Regions from separate parts of the Mus musculus genome. Here region 2 is linked to region 1. A link is a contact called in public Hi-C data. All regions are on one chromosome and are shown on one strand. The core of a region is the stretch at or near the end of the contact, and the rest is flanking DNA. Distances in the headings are between cores, read along the strand shown. Region 1 has its middle 8.0 kb from the start of Gm40057. Region 2 overlaps Gm32847 (a long non-coding RNA gene).

Evidence for each region. A called contact is a pair of places that touch in the nucleus more often than the background predicts.
Region 2: a Hi-C map of embryonic fibroblasts shows a contact between it and region 1, with 2.3 times the contacts expected there. The contact joins two enhancer-like sites. A contact is called at or near these places in 1 of 15 datasets of contacts at CTCF or cohesin (the NIH/3T3 cell line), 6 of 484 Hi-C or Micro-C datasets (the 3T3-L1 cell line, embryonic fibroblasts, liver and 2 more) and 4 of 115 datasets of contacts at active chromatin or transcription factors (the NIH/3T3 cell line, liver, neural progenitor cells and 1 more).

The regions. Positions count from the first base shown.
Region 1 is chr3:58,200,780-58,207,146 of GRCm38.p6, reverse strand. No RefSeq gene overlaps it. Among named protein-coding and RNA genes, the nearest start is that of Gm40057, 8.0 kb to the left of the region's middle. Within about 2 kb of position 3,821, at least 43 of the 459 cell types and tissues checked have an H3K27ac peak or open chromatin away from gene starts, as enhancers often do. A contact at or near this core is called in the NIH/3T3 cell line, embryonic fibroblasts, pancreatic cancer cells and 1 more, where this site is marked.
Region 2 is chr3:58,306,733-58,313,099 of GRCm38.p6, reverse strand. The region is part of intron 2 of Gm32847 (a long non-coding RNA gene); the gene reads right to left. Among named protein-coding and RNA genes, the nearest start is that of Gm32847, 8.1 kb to the right of the region's middle. Within about 2 kb of position 2,504, at least 47 of the 459 cell types and tissues checked have an H3K27ac peak or open chromatin away from gene starts, as enhancers often do. A contact at or near this core is called in the NIH/3T3 cell line, embryonic fibroblasts, pancreatic cancer cells and 1 more, where this site is marked.

The DNA.
Region 1 (6,367 bases), core at 2,572-5,071:
CTGCCAATCTGATAGAGTCAGCACAGACATGCATGTCATCCGAAGGTCTCTTGGCATTATGAAGAGTTCAATGAAGTTTTTATAGACAAAGTAGTGTGTGTGTGTGTGTGTGTGTGTGTGTGTGTGTGTTGGGGGTGAGCTTGAAACCACATGGGATATGAATGGCTTAGTTCTGTCCATCTTACTTCCCTGCTTGTGACTGCTTCTATTGAGGACTTGGTATGTGTTGTTGGGGTAAGGAGGAGGGATGAAAAGAATTCTACAGCTGTTTAACCTTCTGCTAACATCTGGTTACAAGAAACATATTTCCAACTTCCCGCAGTTTGTTAGTGTGAAATATACAAGTTAGCTGTAAAATAAACTGGTTAAGTAAAAATATGGCTTTATATGGATTTTTACCTTGAAAGTGAGAAATATGAGGTTTTTTTCCCCTTCCTATTTATTAATGTTGTCTGTTCCTTGAAATTACATGTAAAAGTCTGAAAACATTAGATTCTGTTTCTGCTCTTTTTTTAAAGCTTGGATCAATTTCCTCCTGGGTGAAGTTTAAAATAATAAAAACTGGGAAACCATTTGCTCAATGCCTCCTGTTGCATAGCAATGTAAACAAACAGGTCCCTTTCCTCTGTTAGGAACATAAGAACATCCAGTGAAACAAACCACAAAGGTTGAGTTTTAAAAAGATGATTTCCAGGACTTCTTAAAAAAAAACAAAAACCAAACTTCCTTAAAAAGAAAAGTAGAGGGTGTTTTGTTGTTGTTGTTATTATTTTATTTTTTGTTCTTTTCAGGCAAAAGCACTCAGTTGACTTCTCAGGGAGTCAGACTTACACAACTGAACAGATTAGAAAATGTTTTCATTAGCTGGGTATGGTGGAGAAATGTCAGGAGTTTGAGAGCAGCTTGGGATACATGGGAGGCCTTGTCTTAAAGCAGCAGCAGCAGCAGCAGCAGCAGCAGCAGCAGCAGCAGCAGCAGCAGCAGCAGCAGCAGCAGCAGCAGCAAGTTCTTCCTTTAGTGTGTGCCCAGAAGAGCTGGGCTGGACACAAGCCACCCAACTCAAGAAAACATCAGGAGCACCCTGAGCTGGCCTAGCTCTTCTGTATGAAGTCTGTACTTCCAGACTGCCTTGTCTCCGTACAGTTCTCCTCAGGACCATCCTTTGCTCCTCTACTCTTCCCAGCTTACAAGTATGGTCTCCAGGACAGTAGCAAAGAACTTTTTTGCCCACGGGCCCTGGCAAGGAGAGATGAGGTTGGGGTAAGATGGGCTATTTCTTTTCCTGGCTCTCTTCTGCTTTGCTATGGGCAGGTTGGCTGTGTCCCTTTACCCAGAGTTACAAGAAGCTTCTGCCAGACAGCCTTCTTCATACATCTATCCTTCTTGGGCTCCAGAAATTTCTCCCTCCTCCTTGCCCCTTTCAGGCCTACTGCCAGGAAGAGCAGGATGCTGTGGTGTTGGTAGCACTGCATTGAAGTTTTGCTGGCCAGTCTTCCCATAAGGCTTGTTGGGAAATCCACTGACTATCATTTTTACCATATATACGCTAGTATCTTAGAAGTACTATTTAAGATTTCATTTGACTTTATAAAATCATGAGCTTTGGCACTGACTATAATCTCTGTCAATGAGGAAAGCTTACATGAGTTAGTAACCTGGCAGAGGATCCCTGTGTTTTAAAAAAAATGAATGCACAGGCTGGAGAGATGGCTCAGTGGTTAAGAGCACTGACTGCTCTTCCAGAGGCCCTGAGTTCAATTCTCAGCAACCACATGGTAGTTCACAACCATCTGTAATGGGGTCAGATGCTCTCTTCTGGTATGTCTGAAGACAGCTACAGTGTACTCATATACACAAAATAATAAATCTTTTAAAAAATGAATGCACAACAGTAATGCCCACCTTCTGTGGCACACTAAGAACTCAAAACTTTTAATATAAAATATGACAGATGATTGGTTTTGTTACCCTCTATCCTACTGCTAAGGGCCCCAAAACTGGCCACAATATACTAGCTCTTATTACCATATACTGCTCTAAGCATTTTATACCCATTATTTCCCAGTAGTTCTGTAGAGTATTTGTTCTATGGAGGCACTGAGGGATATAGAATTTAGGAAACTTGACTGAAGTTTACTCAGACATAGAGGAGATCACTAAATCTCAATTAGATTGTAGAGTTTTCAAGGCAAAGACCCATCACACATGCCAATTTTGTCTAGCTTTTCAGTGTCCTGTGCAGTCATCCCTATAGTAGGTGTCCAATAAATGTTGCTTTTATTCCAAGAGCAGAGGCACTTAAACTTGTTTTACAATAAGCAGTAGACTAGAAACATGAATGGCCAAACAGCAGCTGCTTTCTCATAGCCCAATAACCTGTGTGGCTAAGAGCTTGTAGGCCAAAAGTCTGATGACCAAGAGTGAGGCTGCAGCAGGCAGACAGAAACCGGAGAGCACTTGTAGGGCGGAGTGGGGATGGCAAGGTAGGAACCTAAGCCTAGGACAATGGAAAGCTCCACTAACTAAGCCTGAGCAAGTCTCAGCAAGGCTGTTGGCCCCAGTGAGACAGTCAACCTCAGTCTATTCCATGGTCAGGGTGAAAGCATCTTTAAGAATACCTAGCTGTTGATCAGACCTTCCTGCTGCTTTCTTCCCCTAAGCCAACAGCTCCTGAGCTTTCTGGCATTTCTGTTAAAGCATTCAGATCCCAGAATCCTTTACCACCAACTTAATGCCTGCTCACATCATTCCTAGGACACATGGCTGAGCAACTGGGAGGGGGCGGGTTGTCCAGGAGTGCTGGCAAATGGCACAGGCTTTCCTTATACTACATGTGTCACAGTAAATCCGGTTATAAATGTTCCCTCCCCCCTTCTTTGCATAGAGAAACATAAAGGGAGACAATTACTCAAGGCACCGTGACACTGTTTGAGTATGCCAAAGCTTGGGCTGGAGGCACTCACTGCATCTCCTTAAATATCTTTTTAATATCTTGGCCCGATCAGACATACCAAGGCCATTACAAAGTTTGCAAATCAATGCCCCAGCTGTTTTGGTTTTTAATAAAACTGAATATGATCTATTTAAAATGATTGTTTTCTATAGGGCTTTCCCAGAACAGGGCTGTGGGCAGCCCTGAAGGCAGGTCTTGGCTCTGATAGAGGTTCTCTCTTTGGATTCCACAGGGTGGGGTGGAAGTGAGGCCTCTGCAGGATTGAGGCTGTCAGCCTCACCTCAGTCCCCCAGCCTCACAAATGTGCGCTTCCTGATGAGTTTACCAAAACATTACTGAAGAATCTTAAAGTTTCAGTTCTTTAAAAATCACAGCTTCTCCATCTGGGATCAGTTCAAATGATTCCTTCGTAATTTTATTAGAGGTCCTGGCCCAGGCAAAGTCTTTTTAGTTGATTACTGCCATGTTGGAAACCGAAAGAGATTCTATTAAAAAAAATTAACCCTCTTGTCCCAAGGAAAAATAAAAGGAGATACACAAAACTGTCTCCTCAGCGACTATGATGTCCACAGTTCCCAAAGCTCTCAGTTTCAAAGTTCCCAAGCAAAAGGGATGTAGTATTATTAAGTTTGGGGCCTGAATAGAAAAACCACAATCTAAGTGCCCGTATATCAATTTTATAATGTTGATAGTTGAATGCAATTCATCTGGGCCATAAATGTGACATCCTGATAAACAAGTCCTTTTGAGGCTGTATTTGAAGATGATTTTACTAGTTTTGAGACATTGCAGTATGATCAGAAATGCGTCACCCACTCATGCAGTTTGCTTTTCTTTGCTTCAGTTTATATAAAATGACTAAGGCTGTGTTGCCTGGGCTACTTGACTGCAGATCTGTGTTCCCCTGGCTCAGCCAAAGGAGAAGATGGAGCCTCTTAGGAACCTTCTGGGCCTTGACTTCTCACCAGCTCATCCCAAGCAACGGAAACTCACTCTTCTTTCTCCTTCTCTTTTCTTTGTCTTCTTTCTTCCCTCCTTCTCCCCTTTCTCTTCATTTCCTCATTTTTTTCCTAACCACAGGCAAAGCACTGTCTCCCTAATTCTCTAAAGTTATCTATTCCTGAATTTTTCCCTTAACCACAGCCGAGAAGATTGAATAGCTGAGGTCGGGAAGCACGGAAAGAATGTCAACAATTTACCACTAAAATATACATTAAGAATATTTCCAGCAGTTTAATCTCCAGGTTGAATTTCTAAATCTAGATTTCTCTTGTCACATGACTGTCTGTTTTCACGTTTATTTGTGCCACTTTCAGCCATAATTTATCCTGTCCTAAATGAACTCTCTGTGGAAGGTAGAGCTGAACAAAAATAAACAAGTCATATAAACCTCAAAAGCAGGAGGCTAAAATAGTTGTCTTTTCCACAAGCCAATATATAAATACCATTAAACATTTTAAAATTATATTTGTTTATCTATTCACTCACTCACTCATTCATTCATTCATTCACACATTTAGTGGGCATATCTGTGTTCTAATTGTCTGCTCATCATATATACCAGTTTGGCAAATAAGTGACAGCACGTGTTGTATTAAATCTAAGGCAGACATTCTGTGGGTTTAGTCTTCCAAGTCTGATTGTTAAGGGATTAACGCTATCCTCAGAGTAAGGGCCTGATGGGCTTTATTATGTCCCCTTTAGCTATAAGAACATCATATATTATTCTTAGTTTGTGAACTTTCTTTAGAGATATTATTCCCACCTCTGTCCCTCTTCCTTATTGGACTTAGTAATTGAAAAATATTTTTGTTCTACATTTCTCTACATATTCCCTAATTGGGGGCATTAACATTTGAAATCCAATGAATGATTATCAAATGTAAGCATAGTTTGACAGAGGCAGGAGAGATGGCTCAGCAATTAAGAGCACTGGTTGCTTCTCTCCCAGAGGTCCTGAGTTCAAATCCCAGCAACTGCATGGAGGCTCACAATTATCTGTGATGGGATCCGATGCCGTCTTCAGATGTGTCTGAAGACAGCATACTCATATACATAATATAAATAAAAAAGAAAATTAGAAAATTGTTATCTTAATCACCTAAAAAATAGCTTGATCGGTTGGCACATGCTTCTTTTTTCTTATCTGGCCTGTGCAGTGTTTATTTGTTATTTCTTGTCTATCACAACCCATCCTGAATCCCAACATTCAGTTTTCCATTAAAGAGTTGTATTCTCCTCATTGTGTGAGATCTTGGTAGTTTAATCTGAACATCCATTTCCCAGTCTGAGAACTGGAAGGAAAAGTACTTTTTGTATAAATAATGTATGTTTTATTTCATGTGCAGAACCTAGATTCTTTCTGGTTTTTGTTTCTTGTTTTTTGTTTTTACGGAAACATGCAGTTAGGAGCATAACTAGTTGGTGGGGTTGGGGAATAAGGGCAGAGAGGGAAGAGGACAAGAAAGGGTGATGGGGTGAAATATTATTAACGTATATTGTAGACACATATGAAAGTCATGATACCCATTATCTTGTATAATTAATATACAGTAATAGAAATGTCCAGTTTCTCATTATATGTGTGTGTGTGTGTGTGTTTGATTAAAGAGTTAAGAGCCAGGAAGAGTTTGAAAGTCAAGCAAAGCCAAAGCCTATTCAAAGAGGACAAGTTCATTAGAGTTTAAAAGAATATCCCAAGGTAGGCACACTGTAAATCTCAGCAGCTGCCTGGAGGAAGAAAATGGAAGAGAGAGAGAGTGATGGCTTCTAGGAACTGTGCTACAGGGCATGAATTCTGAGAAGTATAAGTCTAGTTTCTCACTGAGAGGAATGATTATTCTGCCTATTTCTTTAGCATAGACTAAGGTGAAATGATCCTTGGACCTCAAAGGGATGGTCCTTCCTTCCTGAGAGGTGGTCCTTTGGCTAGATGATTAGCTGGCCTGACTGGACTAGCTTGTTTGTTTATGGTTTGGGGTGGTATGTAATGTCAGATCTTCACCCAGGCTGGAGATTTCATCCTCTTAACCAAAAGAACATAGGTTTCTCTTAATGGGTAATTGTTACTGCTGTGCTGCTAAGTGTCAGCTCTTCTGCCTGCTCCTGCTTCCTTATTGATTTTGTTCTTGCTGTTGTCACCCTATGGACATCCAGGGAAGGGTATTCTACCTAAATGTGACCACTTAGTCTTTTCTGGCTTGTTGAAGATCATGTAGTTTTCATGAGGACAGAGAATACACTTCCTTTACACTGTGAACTAAAACCCTATGAGATCAACTTGACTGGATCTGCAACCTCTTAGAAGACAAACCTCTGGATGTGTCTATGGAAGTTTATTTCCAGGGAGGATTAAGTGAAGGGACAAAACCTGTATTTAGATTGGATGATCTTCCCACAGTTGGCCTAGATATA
Region 2 (6,367 bases), core at 1,255-3,754, 110 kb before region 1:
TTGCTGGCTGGAAAGGATGCAGCTGTCGAACTGCCTTCTAACTAACTGCAGTTCTGAGCACAGATCAGGGCTGCTGTCTGCTTCGGTCAGAGGAGCTTTGCATTGCAACGGTAAGCAATGGCTGCACAGAGTCATAACTGGCCAGAGTATTAGAATAAATGGCTGTCGAGCACTCAGACATAAATGAGACTCAGGGGACCCTGCAGAAGATGCAGGAAGAATGTAAGAGCGGAAGGGTGGTGGGGTAGCATGTGGAATGCTGATTTCCAGGCGTGACGTGACTCAGAACAGCTGTGACTGCCTGGACAAAAGTGAGCCCTTCAACACTGTCATTCAGCAAGGAAGGGCTCATGGTCTCCCTCCCTCCCTTCATTCTTCCCTCCTTCCCTCAGGATTTACATACAGGTAATGACTGATTGGTAAACCAGGAGTATGGAAAAACTATCTTTTTCATTGGTATAATCACTGGTAACTGCCCATGTTCCTATAAACAACTCTAAAGAAACTGATTGGGTTACACATGTAAGAAGACATCAAAATAGAACTGAGGCGAGTGGGGAAGAGAAATGGGGTGAGTAGGAGAGGGCCAAGAAAAGGTAAAGGTATGTGTACTGGCTGGTTTTGTGTGTCAACTTGACACAGGCTGGAGTTATCACAGAGAAAGCAGTTTAGTTGGGGAAATACCTCCATGAGATCCAGCTGTGGGGCATTTTCTCAATTAGTGATCAAGTGGGGAGGGCCCCTTGTGGTTGGTACCATCTCTGAGTTGGTAGTCTTGGGTTCTATAAGAGCTGAGCAAGCCAGAGGAAGTAAGCCAGTAAAGAACATCCCTCCATGGCTTCTGCATCAGCTCCTGCTTCCTGACCTGCTTGAGTTTCAGTCCTCACTTCCTTTGGTGATGAACAGCAACATGGAAGTGTAAGCTGAATAAACCCTTTCCTCCCCAACTTGCTTCTTGGTCATGATGTTTTTTGTCCAGGAATAGAAATCCTAAGACAGTATGTGTGCATGCATGAATAAATGTGTACATGTATGAAGATGCCACGATGAAACCTGTTACTACGTATAACTGGTATATGCTAATAAAACATTAACAAAAAAGTCCAAAAATAAATAAATAAAAGTGGGAATTTGTAATTTTCATTATAAAAGTTATTTGTGAAAAGATAATCCTGGGTCATTAAACAAAATTTAGAAGCTATAAGAAGGAGATGCAGGGACAATTCTTAGCCGTAACTTACCTTCCTATGTAAGTAGTTTATATTATGTCTCTATATATTTCTGTATCTCCATAGAAGAAATCTAAAATCTATACATAAGCACACACACACACCCACACACACACACACACCCACCCACACACACACACACACACAACTTATATGGCATCTTACTTATATGGCGTCTTACGCACATATACTTTCCTCTAATTACCTAAACGTCAGAACCAATTTGGACCTAGCAATATATAATGCCAAGCATATTTCTTCTCTGTGGAAATGAAATGGGTATGCCCATTGGGTCAGACATGCACTTAAGTGATGAAAGGCTATAAATCACAAGGCTTGAAGACATCCAGTATTCAACCAGTCATGCAAAGAATTCTCAGGGCAATAATTCAGCAGAAACTTTGTCAGGGCATCCAGTATGATTCAAGGGTTTGGAATGACTCACTGGGGCTTGGGTTAAATAGTCTTAGCTTAATCATATCACTTGGCACAAATGTAAGTCAAAGATTTGAATTCTGGTGTCTCAGTATCTCGGTGACTCACAAAAGCTGCCCTAGATACATTGAACTGTACACCAAGATATTGGTCACATGGATTCAAGAGTATGTCTACACATGTATGCTTATGCATAAATGCATGTGTATATTATATTCATGTACATCTATTCACACAACCTACCCATGCACGTACACACAGGGGAAAATACATTCGAATATTTCTCAGCTCTCTAGAGCCGAAACACCAGCTGGAACTCAGAAGCAATGCAAGAAATTATAAAACCAAACCAATTAGAATATTAATGTGTTCTGCCCCTAAAAACACAATAACACACACACACACACACACACACTAATACATGGCGGGAATATTTTTTAAAAGTGTTAACAGATAAAGGGATGGGCTTCCAACTACATAGCACAGTCATTGGAGGCCATATACTGTGGTGAGAGTCAACCCCCCCACCCCTATGTCAGACTTCCTGTGGACATACATAGTGCTGAAGTCAGTTTCTCACTACAGCAGCAACATACCCAAGATAACAGCTTAAGGGTAGATTTATTTAGTACTTAGTTGTAGAGGATTTAACCCATTGGGTTTTTGGCTCCATCATTTCAGGGCCTATACGAGGAAAACTGCTCACTTTATGGTAGCCAGGAAACCAAGGTAGCAATAGGAAGGGGTAAGAGGCAAGACAAACCCTCTATAGACACACCCCTCAGTGAACTGCTTCACCCAAGCAGGCTCCATGTTCTAATAACACATTCAATATGACTCAGCACCATCATTCCTCCACAGAAGAATTTATGGCCTCGTGATCCTTCCGGTAGCACTTCCTGAGGCACGTGTTTTCTAAGGAATACATCATATTAAAGCTATAGCATGTTAGCATTGTTTTCTTCTTGTAACATATGTTTGGGATTCTGTGAGGTGTGGTCCAGGGGTAAAATCATGGCACATGACAAACCATAGCAGCTACCTATTAATGTTATTCTTTAATTTAATTTAAAATTACTTTACCTTATTGGAATGAGCCAATTGTGACTAATATATTAGCACAAGGGAAAAGTGCATCTTTAACGTTTTCTAAAAGAGGCTTCTTCCCTACATTACACTAAGGAGTCTTCTGGGTTCAATCTTTCTTCTGTTTATTGTTGAATGAGACACAATATGAATGGCAGAGTTGCAACTCAAAGATACCCTTTAACAACTAGAAACAGCTTATCTTTAAAGATAAAATAGCCATCGTGTAGCTATAATAGATATATTTAATATAATAAGGTTCGGGATTTCCTTAGGTTTAAGAATCTAGTATAGCAATCCCTGAGGGTATTTTGAAACTTTTCTTCTACTGTTTCATTATTGTGTGTAAGTTCCTTGATTTCTAATTTATTTTTTGCTTGTATCCTCAACGATATTAAAACAGAACAAAAAAAAAGCTTTAGTGTTCCTAAGAAAGAGCTGTTTTTCTCTTAGAGTTCAGCAGAAATTGTAAGTATGTAGCCCTTGATGCCGCCGCCTAAGGAAGGAAATCAGTATCGCTGGCCGAACTCCAGAGATAAACAGTGTGAGTTGAGGTTTTCATTCCTGGTGGTTGGCAGAAGTCCAGTCAAGTGGCCACCAGTTTAACTTATAGCCAGAGCTTTAAAGAAACATCCAGGGAAGGGGATCAAGTCTCTGGACAGGTAGAATTCAATAAGGAAAAGGCCGGCCGCCCTTCTGCTCCGCCCTGTGTCTATAGTCTGATGGCAGTCATCCCTTGGGGCTGAGGCTGGGATTTACCTCTCCCACCTTACCATTCTGGGAAGGAACAAAAGGTGTTAATGTAGTGTAATTTCTGTTTGAAATGCTTCCTCCTCCTCCCCATTCTAAGATCTGTAGTGGGGGGAACCTGATCCAGTACCTGATCTGCATCTGCCCATGGCTCAGCGTTTGAGATGCATTGAAATCTGAGGCAGCTGAGCAGAGGGGACCCTGCAGCTAGCTAGTGGTCTGGAAAGTGTTCCTGATGACACCCTGGGAAGTGAACACAGCAGCTTATAAAACACCAACACACCTCAAATACGCATGGAAACAGTTCAGATGTTAAATAGTACAAAATTAATCAGTTACTTTGAAATGGTGGGGATATAAAAGACTCCCTCTTCATTTTGTTGTTTATTTAAACTGCACCTGTTGAGTGGTTGCTATGGTTGAGGCACGGTAAGCTCTCAATAAGTATTTTATCCTTTAAACACAGATAATGCTGATCCTGGTGGCACATACCTGCCATCCCAGTGCTTGAAAAAGTTCAAGACCAGTCAAGTTTACATAGTGAGTTCCACAGCAGTCAGGAGCGAGAACTTGTCTCCAAATATGCAAAGCAGAAATAAGTAAATACACCTCAAATGACATGACCATCTGTTTCTTTTAGAATAAAAATAACCTATTTTTCAGACTACCTTATGAATCTTAGGGATTTACCTCCTCAGAAGAAATTTACTGTGCCCAAAAAGTTCTAATTCAAATATGTCATGGTATGATCAATGGATAGACAGATCGACTACAGCAGTGTAATTATAGAATAGTCTCAGCATCTGATTGAATTTTTGATAATCTGTCTTAATGAGAGAAATGCAAATTCAAACTTTGTAATTGGGATTAAATTATTTATATATTTTTGTTTAGCTTTTAAATACAATTTGGAACTGACAAATGATAGTAAATTAATTGTGCTGGCAAAATGTGGGGAGGGAGGGAGGGACTTGGGAGGGAAAGTGGATGGGGGGTGGGGTGGGGGGGAGGGAGAGGGGAACCTGATCTGGTATTAGGTGAGGGAAAAGGACCTAATCCCTGAGGGCCATCAGAAAGAATGTAAACAGGCAACCTCAGGAAATAGGAGGTTGGGAGGACGCCCTAGAATGCACCAGAGACCTGGGAGGTGAGAGACTCCCAGGATTCACAGGGAGGGACCTTTGATGCAGTAGGGAGAGGGAAATTATAGAGCCCACCTCCAGCAGTAAGACAGGGCATCCCATGAGGGATGGGGTTGCCATCCCACAGTCACAACTCTGACCCATAATTGTTCCTGTCTGGAAGAATTACAGGGATAGTAATGGAAAGGAGCCTGAGGAAAAGAAGGCCCAGTGACAGGATCCAGCTCAAGGGGAGGTCCCAAGGCCTGACACTATTACTGAGGCTATGAAGTGCTCACAAAAAGGGATCTATCATGACTGCCCTCCGAAGGACTCAGCAAGCAGCTGAAAGAGTCAGATGCAGATATTTGCACCCACCCAATGGACAGAAGCATCTGACCCCTGTTGTTGAATTAGGGAAGACTGAAAGAAGCTGAGAAGGGCGATTCTGTAGGATGACCAGCAGTCTCAATTAATGTGGATGGACCCCGGGATCTTTCAAATACTGGACCACCAAACAGACAGCATACACCAGCTGATATGAGGACCCCAACACACATACAGTAGAGGGCTTCCGGGTCTGTGTTCATTCAGAGGTGATGCACCTAACCCTCAGGAGACTGGAGGATCCAGGGAGTTTAGAGGTCAGGTGGGGTGGTGGTTGGGGGCATCCACGTGGAGATGGGGTGGGGAGGAAGTGTGGGATGTGGAGCAGTTGGAGGGTGGACAGGAGGGGCAGGGAATGGAATATGGAGTGCAAAAAATGAATTACAAATAAAATTAAATTTTAAAAAATGACAAAAATTATAAAAAATAAAATAAACTGAGAAGCTTGGCAAGAAACAAAACAAAACATCAAAACCAAAAATAAATAAATAAATAAATAAATAAATAAATAAATAAATAAATAAATAAAAACCCCTCCTGGAAATGCCTGGAAGTCACTGCAATGTGGCTCACTTTGCCCTTGAACTCAAGGAAACCCTTCTGCATTGGTTTCCCAAGTATAGAGATCAGTTGTAAGCTACCATACCCTGCTAGTCTTTCTTTTTAACATTCTTTTCCCTAAACCGTACTTTTGGATTGCTTTATCCTCCAAACCTGCTATTCAAAGCTATTCTCTAAACTCACTTCCCCACAGTGTCTCTCCTGCTAATCCCCTCCCTTGAGCTTTAGTCTATTCCTCAAAATCAAAGACAAATTCTGATATTCATTAAAGCAAGCACTGCTTGGAGGGAAGACCCGGATTCTAGGACCTCGCAGGGTGTGAGGATGCCTAAAGGAGATGGAAATCTGAGACCCTGGTTTCAGCCACTGCACTGGAATAACCTTATACCAGGAGGTTGGCTGGATGTTCATTTTTCTCATTGACATGCACTATGAGTCCTTGGCTCATAGGAAGTGTTGAGTACTAATACTTGTTGACTTGATTAAGTGATTGGATAAAGGCAAGGTGACCTCTAAGGTCTTGGTAGTCCTCTACAGAATCTAACATCTCTGAAGACCAGGCAGGGATGCTGAACAGAACTCTGTAAGCTTCGAAAACCTGACACATTACTTCCCTCTTATTCCTTACTTTGCTTGTCAGAGGAAAAAAAATCTGTTTTTTGAGACAGGGTTTCACTATGTAGCTTAGGGTGGTCTGGAACTCACTATGTAGTCCAAGCTGGCCTCAAACTCACAGAAATCCTTCTGCCTCAGCCTCCTAAGTCCTGGGGAAGCAGGTATGGGCCATCATACTAGCAT